Regions from separate parts of the Sus scrofa genome. Here regions 1 and 3 are each linked to region 2. Evidence: chromatin contacts called from public Hi-C and HiChIP or PLAC-seq data. All regions are on one chromosome and are shown on one strand. The core of a region is the stretch at or near the end of the contact, and the rest is flanking DNA. Distances in the headings are between cores, read along the strand shown. Region 1 holds the start of TP53 (tumor protein p53). Region 2 holds the start of EIF5A (eukaryotic translation initiation factor 5A-1). Region 3 holds the start of KDM6B (lysine-specific demethylase 6B).

Region 1 (4,171 bases), core at 355-2,854, 290 kb after region 2:
AACTATTCCATGAGGACAGAAATCAAAATGAAGGTGGAGGGTTAAAGATAAACTGGAAAGAAGCATGAGACTTGTATTTTGATAGGAGGTGAGTGTAAATGCTACCTCGATTTAGAAAAAAAGCGCGTAAGTACCGCCCACAGAGTCTGATTCGCAGCAGGTGCGAGGTAGGCGACCGCGCCCTAAATGGTGAAGATGCCCCAGGAGAGCATTCGACGGACTCCGCGCGGGGTCAAGCCGCCTCCCGCAGGCGAGAACTAGCCGGGACCGGAGGGCTGCACTTGGGAGCTCCGTCCCCGCCCCTCTCCAAGCCCCGCCCCTTCCGCTTTCACGACGTTCATTCTGCGTCCGAAAATGGGGATGGCTCAGCCCAAAGCCGGATACAGAAGAAATTGTTTCTCTGCCACAAACAAACAACCCCATCGTTATGCTTTTTTATCGTTTAAATCTCAGATGTACCCATTCTCGAAGATACCCAAGGTTTGCCTTCTGATATTTAAAGAAAAGAAAACCGCCCCAGGCAATGGTAGCGTCCGCCTGGTTAGCAGACAACCAGGAAGGAGCACACCATTCACAAGAGGGGGAGGGACTGAGGTTTGCATCATAACAAATGCTTTTTCCTTCCCAAAAGCGGTGGCTAAGTAGTCCATGAAGGACAAAAAAAAGGTAGAGGGGGTTAACAGCCCCTTGCAGCAAGCAATAGGAACCAGTTTAAAAGACCTTTTCTCTTTCTACTTCCCTCACATCGGGTGAATAGTGGGCTGTTCCGAAGAAAAGAAACCGGAAATGCTCCTGCGAGTGGCAGAAATGTAAATGCAGAGCCAAACAATAACAGGGCTCCCGGGCCTCTCCGGCCGGGTTACTCCTCCGAGGCTTCGCGGGCAAACCTCTTGTTTAGCATGTCCCATTTCCACAACTGACAGCCTTTAAATGGACTTTCTCCATCCTGAGGCGCTGAAGGCCAGTTGGAAAGTTCACTCAAGAAAGGACAAAGGTCCGGAAGTTAGCACCTTGGACTTCCCGGAGCACTCCGGATAACCACTTCGGAATGGAGTCCAGGGTTCCACTGGGATGCCATACGCACTAAAATCTCGAGCCATAAATCCCCAAAGTTCCAAGATCCCAAAGCCTCGGACCTTGATGCTTTGTGTGTCTTATTAAGGGCTCCCCCACACCGGGTACTGAAATGGGGTGGTGGCGGTGGTGGGGAAGAACCCCTTAGGCAGGCTCAAGTTTTCCCCAAAGCCCCACTACCCGGCGCAGGTGTTCAGCTTTTTAGTTCGGTTGGTCCTAACATCCCTATCATCTACACTCAGGCCTCCCAACATTGCATTCCTCTGTTGATGCCGCTAGAAGAACTTCCATTTCCCCCCCCCCCCCAAATCACTAAATCTTTCGCTCCACCTCCATCCTCCTTTCTTCTGAGCTGAAAATACACAGACCCGAGAGCCCATGACTCATAGAGTATTCATCAGGCTCAGTTAAGAGCTTACCCGAAGCTCAGGAGAGCGTGTCACTGTCCTGGGATGCACGCTCGAGACGGGACGTCAGGTGACCCCGGAGACCAGCAGCTACCTGCGCCAAGGATGGTGGCCCTGGACTTTTGAGGAGCTCAAAACTTTTAGCGCCAGTCCGAGCACATGGGAGGGGAAAATCCCAATCCCAGCAACCATCGCGAGACTCCTGGCACAAAGTCGCCATGACAAGTAAGGGCAAGCAATTACCCTGCGGGCGGTGGCGACGGACGGAGGTGGTGAGGGTGAGGGGAGTCAGGATTCCTGCTGTGTTGGTTTTGTAGCTACTGACAGTTTGCGGTGAAGAAATTCGACAACCCAGATCTGTGAGAACAGAATTGGTGGAAACCATTTTGAAAGACTTGTCCCCGAGTCAGACATGAAGGTGAAAGAAAGACAGCCTTTGCACCTTTTGCCTGGAACTCTGCTCTCCCAGATGGCTGGATAGTTCCTCATTAGCTAAAATGTCAATTTTTAGGAAGACCTTCCTTAATGTTCCAAGCTAACGTATTCTCCTAGTTACGTTGTATCACACTGTCTTGTTTAATTTCCTTCCTAGACCCTATCACGTTTTGAAATAATTTGTTCCTTGCCTTCAATACACAGCAACCTAAGCGTTAGGAGAGCAGAGACCTTGCCTACTATCTTATTCATTCTTGTCTTTTCCAGTACAGTACTGGGTAGCAAAGAAGAGCTCAATGATAAATATTTATTGAATGAATGAAAAGAGACGGAGGTCTGAGGAGTTGAGATGCAAAACAGGTTCAAACCCCGTAAAAACAAATATAGCGCTCGCGCCCTCTGCAGGTGGGGAGGGGAGTAGGTGCTTGAAGAATGATAGCGCGAGGAGCTCAGACACATCTCCCTGACTCAGAAGCTCTCGGACTACAAGTCCCAGCAGGCACTAGGAGATTCAGGACTGGAGGGGAACGGTAACCCGTGACCTGTTACGTCCCTGCCCCGCCCCTCTTGTGGGTCGCCCGCGAAGTCTGATCCGGGATGCGGAGGTCCAATCGAATGGTGGGCCCAAATCCCGCGAGAACAGGTGGCGCGTAGCCACCGACAGGGCTAAGGATCGCCGAGCTCTCCAACATTCCTGTTCGCCCGCCTCGCCTCGCGAGGCCTGGGGGCGGGGGGCTGTTTTCTGTCCTATCCCGGGAGCAGAAAGAAGGCACTGCTGGGTTTCTCCAGTTCTGCGTCCGGATCCGTGCGAACTTACGGCGGTCTCTGCCGTTCCGCAGGCCCGGCAGCTGGTAGCCGGCGGGAAGAGGATTGCCTGGCCGCGGCCAATGTTTGCCGTGCTTCCTCTGCAGTATGAAGACCCCGGAGGCGCCAGTGTTAGCTCCGGACTGCCTTCCTTCAGACCAGGCCCCAGCTGCAGCCCGTCTCTCTCCTCAGGCTTCCTCGATGGATAAAAATACGAACCCTGAACAGACGCCACCGCCACCCGATGGGGATGATGCGCCCCGGATATCCCCGGATCCTGGAGCTGGCTCGGCCGTGTCCCAGGAGCTGGGGGAAGGGGACCCAGCTTCTCTCTCCACTCCGTTGGAAGCTGAGTTTGATACTCCTAGTGAGTTGAGCCCTCGAATCGAGGAGCAAGAACTTTCTGAAAAAGTGAGCCTTCCTGCAGAAGAAACGAACAAGCCAGAGTTGGGGCCGGGAGAAGACATGGAAGATGTGTCTGAGGAACCCGCTCCAGAGGATGAGGGATACACGTAAGTGCTGATGGCAGTTGGCTCAGGAATCTGAGGAGGTTGGAAATGTGAGATATATCTCATCCGCCAGTCCTCAGCCCCACTTCTCCAGGCCCATTTCTCCTTGGCTTTGGCGACCCAGGTTTGTCTTCCCCATCTTCCTTCCAGCACTTGGAACTACAGCTTCTCGCAGCTACCCCGGTTTCTTAGCGGTTCCTGGTCAGAGTTCAGCACCCAACCTGAGAACTTCTTGAAAGGCTGTAAGTGGTAAGTAAGGATGAGGAGGGGGCTCACCTCTGCCACAGGTCTGCTCAGCTCAAGCCCAACACTCGCAAGATACAGGTCTATCCAGGCTTCTCTCTCCTACTCCTAGGGCCCCTGATGGTTCCTGCATCCTGACCAATAGTGCTGATAACGTCCTGCGGATTTATAACCTGCCCCCAGAGCTGTACAGTGAGGGGGAGCAGCTGGAATACGCAGAAATGGTAAGGGTAGGGACTAACTGCCCCTTCCTCAGCCAGGGCACTTTTAAGTCCTGCCTGTAGATGGAGAAAGTACAGTCCACATGTTTCCTGTCACAAACAGGGTATTTTTTCACCGTGAGTTTCCACAGGTAGCATTTTCGGCCGTCAGTTCCGAAGTCATTTAAAGTGATATTTGGCTTATCTTTCATTAGGAATATATGTTTTCCATAAAGGAGTAGTGGATTTCTCTCCGTAGTTTTTAATTGACTTTCAGATATTTATTGAATGACCACTAATATGCCACCTACTGTGTTTGGTGTTGGGGTGAAGTGATGAACGAGACAGATGAAGAACTGGTTTGCTTTCTTGTGTGGGAAACATGTTACCCAATAAGCAGTCAAGTTCATTATTGAGTTTAACAAATACCATGAAGGGGTATTTGTTAAATACCGCAATGGGAATGAATCCAGCTAGGAACCATGAGGTTGCAGGTTCA
Region 2 (4,423 bases), core at 1,079-3,578:
CCACTAATTGAGGCCAGGGGATCAAACCCCCATCCTCATGGATTCTAGTTGGGTTCTCAACCCACTGAGCCATAATGGGAACCCCCAATGTTTTTTAATATCTGAATAGAGTAATTGTCACTCCAAAAATTTTTTCTTTTTTTTTTTCTCTTTTGGTCGCCCCATGTCACATGGAGTTCCCAGGCCAGGGATAAGATCCGAGCCGTGGTTTTGACCTAAGCTGCAGAAATGCCAGGCCAGAGATCGAACCTTCGTCCCAGCATTCCCAAGATGCCACTGATTGCACCTCACTGGGAATTGCCAATTTTAGAACATTTTCCTCATCCCAAAAGACACCCTCTGCCCCTTGCCCCATAGCCACTGGCGGCCTCTCTCCATCTCTTCATTTCCCCCTAAGCCCTGAGTCCTAGGCAACGACCATCTACTTTCTGTCTCGATACTTGCCTCTTCTGGACATGTCATGTAAATGATATAATACACTATGTGGTCTTTTGCGACTGTCATCTTGTATTTTTTTGAAGTTTTATTGAAGTTATTCTCTAAGTCTTTGTTTGTTTGGTTTGGTTTGGTTTGGCAGCGCCCCCAGCATGCAAAAGTTCCCAAGCGACAGCAGCGGCAACGTGTGCCAACTGCTAGGTCACCAGGGAACTCTGTGACTGATGTTCACCCATGTTGCAGCGTGTACCCAATACTTCATTCCTTTTTAGTGTGGAATAATATTTCATTGCATGGATGTACCATATTTTATTTATCCCTTCATCAGCTGATGGACATTTAAGTAGTTTATACTTGTTGCTGCTTATGAATAATGCTGCTTTGAACATGTGTGTGCAAGAATTTATAAACGGAGATGAAATTCACATAACATAAAACCATTTTTAAATAAACGATTCAGTGGTATTTAGTGCATTCACACGTTGTGCAACCACCACGTTTAATTCCAAAACATTTCATGACTCTAAAATAAAACCCCATGACCTCTGAACAGTTACTTCCCATTCCCCTTATCTCCAACATCTGGTGACCACCAATCTGCTATTTTTTTTTTTTTTTTTTCCCTTTTTGGCTGCATCCGCGGCATGTGGAAGTTCCCTGGCCAAGGATCCAACTCACGCCACAGCAGCGACCTGAGTCCCTACAGGGACGGTGCCGCATCTTTAACTCACTTTATCGCAAGAGAAGCCCCCAGTCTGCTTTTTGTTTCTATGTACTTACCTACTCTGAATATCTCTTATCAATGAAAGCATAAAGCATGTGACCTTTTTTGGCTTCTTAGCAAAATGTTTTCAAAGTTCATCGAGCTGGAGCATGCATTAACACTTCATTCCTTTTGGCGATTCATAGTCCATTACACACACATGCCACAATTTACTCATTCATCTGTTGACGGATGTTTGGGTTGTTTCCACCTTTAAAAAGTTTTTGACAAAAAAATTAATTAATTTAAAAAAAACACAATTTTTTTTAGGGCCACTCCTGGCATATCGAAATTCCCAGGCTAGGGGTCCGATGGGAGCTGCAGCTGCCAGCCTACACCACAGCCACACCAACATGGGATCACAGTCACATCTACCACCTACACTGTGGCTTGCAGCAATGCAGGATCCTTAACCCACTGTGTGAAGCCAGGGATCCAACCTGCATTCTCTCGCGGATACTAGTAGGTTCTTAACCGGCCGAGCCACAATGGGAATGAACCCCTTTGTTTCCACGTTTTGACCACCATGAATAGTGCGGCTGTAAACATTAGCGTGCAAGGATGTGAATACCTGTTTTTAATTTTGGAGGGAGGTAGATACCTAGGACTGGAATTGTTGGGTCATGTAATACATCTTTGACAAGAGCAGAAATTGGACTTTTAAACAATACTCTCAGGAAGACTGTTGTTGTTGTTTTCTCTCTCTCAAAGCAAATGCCATAAAACACAGAAAACTGAGTAGGAAGAGCTGGGGGTGATGATATTATATGCTACATAAATGTATTCATTCAAACGAGTGTTTGCAGTTTCCATCTAGCAGGTCACATCTCAAACAAAACAACCAGATTCCAAGCCCAGCTTAGTTGCTTGTCTTGTTACACAATTCTGTTGTCCACTTAGCTTACTGAAGCAATGAAGGCATACAGGTAGTGCTGAAAATCCTGGAACTGGAGAGGTAAGATTATAACCTTTCAGGAAAAGCAGCAGCTTTTTTCCCTAGAACGAGGGCCAGGTAAACTCATTCCGAGGGAGAGCATGTTTCTGGCTTCGCGGACACCTCCTAGGACTTAAAGAACGTCAGTGAAATCTGATACCCCACTCTTCATTACAGTGAACTTTTTCTAGGTTTGCTTGTAGACGACTGCTCTGGAGACGGCGGAGACTAGGTGGAGGAAAAAGAGAAATACCGTGTAAGTCTCTACATCTTAGGAATCAGAAGTAGAAAGGCCTCTGTGGAAACTACTGGGACCAACACGGACCAGGGTTTTAAACAAGATGGTGGCTGAGGGCAGGACCGCTCTATCTTCCCGCGCGAAACTCTATGGCAGAGCAGAAGCGCAGTTTAGAGAAGTGAAGCTGAGAAGGGTGGTAACCCGACCAGCACTAGCGCGCTAGGGCGGCTGGAATCGAAAGGGCTCTGCCGCGCATGTGCGGAACCGTGGGGGATGGGCTCAGAGACAAGGGGCCCACCCCACAGCACAAGTTTTCTGAAACGTGTGAGTCTTTTAAGACCAGCTAAAGCCGAAGTGGGGCGTTTCCTAAGACGCATGCGTTCTAGACAGAACCAGCAATACAGTGGCGTGGTCTTTTCAACGCCTGGCGTACAGACGACGTCTGAGGTGGAAGGGGCGGTCAGGATTCCCAACACGCATGCGCTTTGAGGCCGAGGCGTTTCCTTCAGAGGGTGTGGAGTGCGGGGCTCCTTACTGCGCAAGCGCAAGGACTGTCCGGTAGAGCTGGTGGTCTAACCCGGGGAGGGGAGAGGAGGTGGAAGGGCTTAAAAAACCGGGTGCGCCTGCGCGTTGTCTACCGGTGGGACGAGCTCAGGATTTGTGAGGGGCGGGGTCACGTATGCGCGTCATTGGATGGGTAGGTAGGAGGGAGGGTGGAGATCGGGGAGGGTCTGTGCGCTTGCGCAGTGCGGGGGTGGAGGGCGGAGGAGATAGGTAGCACGCTTGCGCGGCTGTCACAGGGCTGCTTGGTTGGTCAGTGGGGAGTCGGCGCCTGCGTACTAAGACCCGTGTGCAGCAGCAGCGGCGGCGGCGGTAGAGGCGGCGGCGGCGGCGGCGGCGGCAGCGGGCTCGGAGGCAGCGGTTGGGCTCGCGGCGAGCGGACGGGGTCGAGTCAGTGCGTTCGCGCGAGGTGAGAGCGAGCAGGGCGCGCGTGCGCGGAACCTTGGTTTGGGCCTGGGAGTAGAGATGGAACTGCGCGAGTGTCGGGGAGGGGGCAGAGGGGAGCGGCGGCCACCGCCGCACGGGGTTCGGTCGGGCAGCAGCGCGAGGTGCGGAGAGGCTCGGGCGCGCGCCCCGGTTGGCGCGCGGGGTGACGGTTGGGGCTGGCCGGGTGACGTTGGAGCGACGCAGGGCGGGGGACGGCGAGCCGCGAGGCCGCCACGCGGGAGAGGCCGCCGGGCGGCCACGCTGGGACGAGGGCCGGGGACCAGATCGGCCCGCCGGGGCAAGGGTACCTGGGCCGTTTAGAACCGGGAGCCGCGCGGCCACGTGAGGTGGGGGAGGGGGCTATTCGGTGAGAGGGCATGTGGGGGGGTTGGCGGCCAGCGAGGGGAGGGGAGGCGGCGTGGCTCCGGCCTGGCGCGGCCTTTGAGGAGGGGGCGCCCGCAGCACCGGAAGTGCCCCCACGGCAGCCTGCCCTCGGGGTCGGAGGCCGCATGGCCGAACGTGGACGGGGGCCGCATGGCAGCGCGGGGACCCCTCCCCCCAGGTCCCCGCCACCGGAAGCCCCGGGCGGCCACATGGTGGGCGGGAGCCGGCAACCCCCCGCGCGGGGAGAGCTAGTCCTCGCGGGCGCTTAAGGGGGCTTGGAATTTTGAGGAGTGCGAGTAGCCCGTGGCCCGGATCCTGATCACTCCGGAGAGCCGTCTGCGGGCATATGTTAGTGTTCTCTCCCCTCATGGGCCCCTGGGGCTTTTCCCCCATATCCTCCTGTGAAGCGAGGTGGCCAGCCAGGTGTAAGTGGCACTCTTCCGTGCTGGGAGGCCAACGAAATGGGGAAACTGAGAGCAGTTGGACGGGAGCCCAACTCTTCTCGGTCATGCCGACAACGGCTTAAAGTCCTGGGCAGATGAGTTACTCTGTGTGATAGGTGCTCTTCACCTTGTCACTGTCGTTCTCGTTGGGTCTGATTTGGGAGTTCCCGGCTTTAGAGTCCATAACTTTCCTAGCTTAGTATAATTTATTCTACTTTCTAACTACTACCAGCCTTTTG
Region 3 (4,155 bases), core at 1,243-3,742, 430 kb after region 2:
CGGACCTAGAAAAAGGCATCCAGGGCCTCATCGTCATGTCTACGAGCCTGGAAGAGATCTTCAATTGCATCTTTGATGCCCACGTCCCTCCGCTCTGGGGAAAGGCAAGGTTCCAGCACTGTAGAGCCTCCTCCAACAATGTACTCTCCTTTCACCTCTGTGCCCCCAACCTCCTGGTTCTAGAGAAGCTCACAGCAAACAGCCCTGAGCCTGGGCTGGGGAGCCAGACAGGTTCAAGGTTGAAATCTGGCTTTGCCTTCACTGACTGGCTTTGCAAAGTCATTAACTTAGAAACTTAGGGCAAGTTACTAGCCTCTCCAAGGGTATTTCAAGGATTCCTGGTACTGTGCATAGTGCCTAGCATGTGCTTCATTAATAGTGACTGGTTTGAAGTTCCTGTCGTGGCTCGGTGGTTAACAAATCCGACCAGGAACTATGAGGTTGCAGGTTCGATCCCTGGCCTCGCTCAGTGGTTGAGGATCTGGCGTTGCCGTGAGCTGTGGTGTAGGCCAGTGGCTGCAGCTCTGATTCGACCCCTAGCCTGGGAACCTCCATATGCCACCGGTGCCTCCCTAGAAAAGACCAAAAAAAAAGGAAAAAAAAAGTGGCAGTGTGACCAGTTCATATTACCGTTGCTATTGTTGTTAATAAATAGCTGTCATGGAGTTCCCCTTGTGGTGCAGTAGAAACGAATCTGACTAGGAATCATGAGGTTGTGGGTTCGATCCCTCGCCTTGCTCAGTGGGTTGAGGATCTGGCATTGCCGTGAGCTGTGGTGCAGGTCGCAGACTTGGTTTGGATCTGGCATTGCTGTGGCTCTGGCGAAGGCCGGCAGCTACAGCTCTGATTTGACCTCTAGCCTGGGAACCTCCATGTGCTGCGGGTGTGGCCCTAAAAAGACAAATAAATAAATAAATAGTTGTCATTTTATGCTTCTTTCCTGGAATTTGGCACCATGTATTCTTATATCTGCTCTGAGTGTTCAAAATAAGGATTTGAACACACACTGCCTCCTCCTCCAGGCATATCCCTCACAAAAGCCATTGGCTTCATGGACCCGGGACTTGGCTCTGCGTGTGGAACAGTTTGAGCTGTGGGCCAGCCGCGCACGGCCTCCTGTGATCTTCTGGCTGTCAGGCTTCACCTTTCCCACCGGCTTCCTCACTGCTGTGCTGCAGTCTTCAGCTCGCCAAAACAATGTGAGCAGTGCGGAACATGTGACGGGGAGGGATCTGGGCACATGTATTTTCTCTCCTCTTTGGGGGGTCCTCCCTTATTCTCACCTTCCATCCCCAGATTTCAGTGGACAGCCTCTCTTGGGAGTTTGTCGTCTCCACCGTGGACGACAGCAACCTAGTATATCCACCCAAGGTGGGAGCCAGATGTGCTTCTGGGCTCTGAGCAGAGGGGGCTCTGGCGGAGCAGGGTGCTGGGAGCAAAGGCGGGAAACAATTGGTTGAGAGGGGAGGACTGAGGTGCTGTTAACCGAGGGACTAGATTGCCCCTCAACCTGCCCCCATGTCTTCCCAGGACGGGGTCTGGGTTCGGGGCCTATACCTGGAGGGTGCCGGCTGGGACCGGAAGAACTCCTGCTTGGTGGAGGCAGAGCCCATGCAGCTTGTCTGCCTCATGCCCACGATCCACTTCCGACCTACAGAGAGCCGCAAGAAGAGTGCCAAGGGTGGGACAGCTCCCTCAAGCTTGCCTGCCCCATCCCTAGTCTGGATCAGCCCAGCCTCTGCTCCACCCTTCCTTCCCAGAGGCTCCAGGGTCTGACTCTTTCTCCTCTCCTTTCCGCAGGCATGTACTCCTGTCCCTGCTATTACTATCCCAACCGGGCAGGCAGCTCAGACCGTGCATCCTTTGTCATTGGCATCGACCTGCGCTCTGGGACCATGCCGTCTGATCACTGGATCAAGAGGGGCACTGCTCTACTCATGAGCCTGGACAGTTGAGAGGGCCTCCTCTTCTTCCTCGCTTGAGGGAGGGTCGAGGACGCTAGGAGCCAAGGCTGAGAACGCACCTCGGATAGAGGCTGGACCGCACTCAGGCCTTGACCTTGGTTGAATTTGTCTGTCCTGGGGACCTGGTAATCCCTAGTTCTGCTTGCCATGAAGGTGGAGGAATCGTATCGGAGTTCAGTGCAGTAAAACACCTCAGACCACCAGCCCGAAGTCTCTCAATGGGATAGTGGGGTTGTGGGGAGGGAGGAAGCCCGGGCTTTACGCAGGAGCTCCTGCGAGCCGCTACCAGAGGGAAAGGAGCAAGTGGGAGGGCTTCAGAGGAAGGGAGGTGTGGCCTCGATCGAAGGGGCCAGGCAGTGGGCCCTGAAGAAGGTGTGGCTAAACCTTGGGGGCAGGGCTTGAGCGGGTGGGGCGGGGCTTACTTTTGAAGGGCGCGTGATCCAAATGGATTAGGGGTTGGTCCGGCAGGGTTCAGTGCCAGACCCTGTACCTTCCACCCTGAACCCTGCATCCTGCATTCGCCATTTTATTCGGTACCTGCGCCGAGGCGAGCGGGGACCACCAGAAGGCGGGGCGGAGCGCGCGAGGGACTTCGGCGCAGGGAGGGGCGGGACCATGAGAAGGGGGCGGGGCTGGGCGCGGGGAGAGGGGGGCGGTGTTTGTGTTGGAAAATCCAACTGCGCCACGGGGCGGAGCGGCCCCCCCAGCCCCGGCCTGGGAGAGGGGGGGCCGCTCGACCCCCTGGACGACCTTGTGGAACCTGAACACCTGGGACACCCCAGAATTAGGTAACGGGGAGCCGGGGGGGGCATCTGGAAAGAGGGAAACCATCTTCGCGCAGGGGGGCGGGATGCCTGAGCCGCAGGAAGGGTAGAGCTGGGGATGGACGTTCGGGTCTCGGGAAAGAAGACTGGGGCGCAGGATATCTGGGTCCTATAGAAGAGAGCAGGGCGGGAGTGAGGGAAGAGCTGGGCGGCAGATGTCTTGGGTTCCGGATGTCGTGAGGGGCCTGAAAGGACTCCCCGTCCCTCTTGGGCTAGGATTCCCCTTCCCGACACTAGGGCGGGGCGCGGCGGTCCCTGACTGTGAAGGGCAGGACCGAAGGTCAGGGTTTGCAGATAGGTCAGCGTGACGGCCTCTTGAGGAAGGGTGTAGTCAGACAGGGTTGTGTCTCAAGTGCCGGGGCTGCGTCAAATCTCCCTCCAGTTCTTTCCACGGGGGACCTGGAGAGCCTTGCCTGTGACCCTCACAGCGGGGGCCCCGATAGCCTCCCAGCGGTAGCCTTCGCTCTCACCCGCTGCGCTGCACCTTACCTCCCTGCGATCGGCCTCACCCCGCTAGACTCCTTGTCCCAGGTCCTGCCCCTGCTCTGCTATCTCCTGTTAGCAGTCTTCGCTCGGCTCGGGCCCTCCTCCACTGAACCTTCCCATTGTAGCCACGAGATGGCGAGAGCAAGACGCACAGCGCGACTCAGGAGCCTGGGGTAGGGGATGCGGCCGAGAAAACAGCCGAAGCCCCCCGCCCCGGCCAGAGGGAAAGGTGGGCTGAGGCGCTCCTCTGACTTCCTGTCATCTCTGCCCACCACACAGGAAAGTGTGGGCGGGGGGGCGACAGGCTTGGGAGGAGGTGGGGGTCGGGACTCAGTCTCCGCCTCCCAGAGCAGGGGTAAATAGTGGGGAGGGGGCACGCGGGCAGGTTACTAAGCAACGCAGGTTCGCTTCCTGTCTGCTGCGGCTTGTGGCTGACTTAGGATGGGAGTTGGTGAGAATGGGGGGCTGGGAGACTGTGGAGAAGGTCGAGGGCAGGTCGACTGGTTCTCGAGACAGGGAGAGCCCTAGGAGGAAGGAGCGGAGCAGCGACCTGCGATGCCACTGAAACCGAGTCCGCGGTTGGTGTCGGGAGGGAGGCGGGACCCAGGCGAGGCGCTGTGCCCCGCTCGGCTTCCCTCCCAGGGGTTGCTTGCCCTGTTGCCAGAGTAACTGGAGAGCGAGACTCCGGAGCCAGATTCCCCAACTCTCGCGTCCGTCCAATCCGCTCCAGCGGCTGCCCCTGACATCAGGGCCTCGGCAGCCAATGTGGAGGAGGCATCGTAGAGCTACAGGAAGAGAGGGGAGGGAAGAGGTGGAGGCAGGGAGGGGGTAGCTGCCCGGGACCCGCACGTGCACTCCCACACGCTCGCGCCCACCCCCCC

Evidence for each region. Hi-C and Micro-C count contacts between places; a contact is called where the count stands out from the background. HiChIP or PLAC-seq counts read pairs in DNA pulled down with a chosen protein or histone mark.
Region 1: an H3K27ac HiChIP or PLAC-seq map of alveolar macrophages shows a contact between it and region 2. The contact joins the promoter of TP53 here to the promoter of EIF5A in region 2. A contact is called at or near these places in 2 of 5 promoter capture datasets (fetal liver and liver), 2 of 47 Hi-C or Micro-C datasets (heart right ventricle and liver) and 2 of 2 datasets of contacts at active chromatin or transcription factors (alveolar macrophages and skeletal muscle).
Region 3: a Hi-C map of liver shows a contact between it and region 2, with 3 times the contacts expected there. The contact joins the promoter of KDM6B here to the promoter of EIF5A in region 2. A contact is called at or near these places in 1 of 5 promoter capture datasets (fetal liver), 1 of 47 Hi-C or Micro-C datasets (liver) and 1 of 2 datasets of contacts at active chromatin or transcription factors (alveolar macrophages).

The regions. Positions count from the first base shown.
Region 1 is chr12:52,952,182-52,956,352 of Sscrofa11.1, forward strand. TP53 (tumor protein p53) reads right to left here and starts at 1,605. Exons shown (of 11, transcript NM_213824.3): 1 at 1,494-1,605. WRAP53 (telomerase Cajal body protein 1) reads left to right here and starts at 2,493. Exons shown (of 10, transcript XM_003131944.4): 1 at 2,493-3,232; 2 at 3,380-3,478; 3 at 3,585-3,696. The coding sequence starts at 2,829.
Region 2 is chr12:52,656,712-52,661,134 of Sscrofa11.1, forward strand. EIF5A (eukaryotic translation initiation factor 5A-1) reads left to right here and starts at 2,329. Exons shown (of 6, transcript XM_021067817.1): 1 at 2,329-2,388.
Region 3 is chr12:53,084,580-53,088,734 of Sscrofa11.1, forward strand. It overlaps KDM6B (lysine-specific demethylase 6B), which reads left to right and starts at 2,493. Exons shown (of 26, transcript XM_021067833.1): 1 at 2,493-2,752. It overlaps DNAH2 (dynein heavy chain 2, axonemal), which reads left to right. Exons shown (of 89, transcript XM_013981316.2): 85 at 1-104; 86 at 1,023-1,199; 87 at 1,297-1,371; 88 at 1,531-1,681; 89 at 1,801-2,165. The coding sequence ends at 1,955. It overlaps LOC110255906 (collagen alpha-2(V) chain-like), which reads right to left. Exons shown (of 4, transcript XM_021066316.1): 4 at 3,799-4,059. The coding sequence ends at 3,799.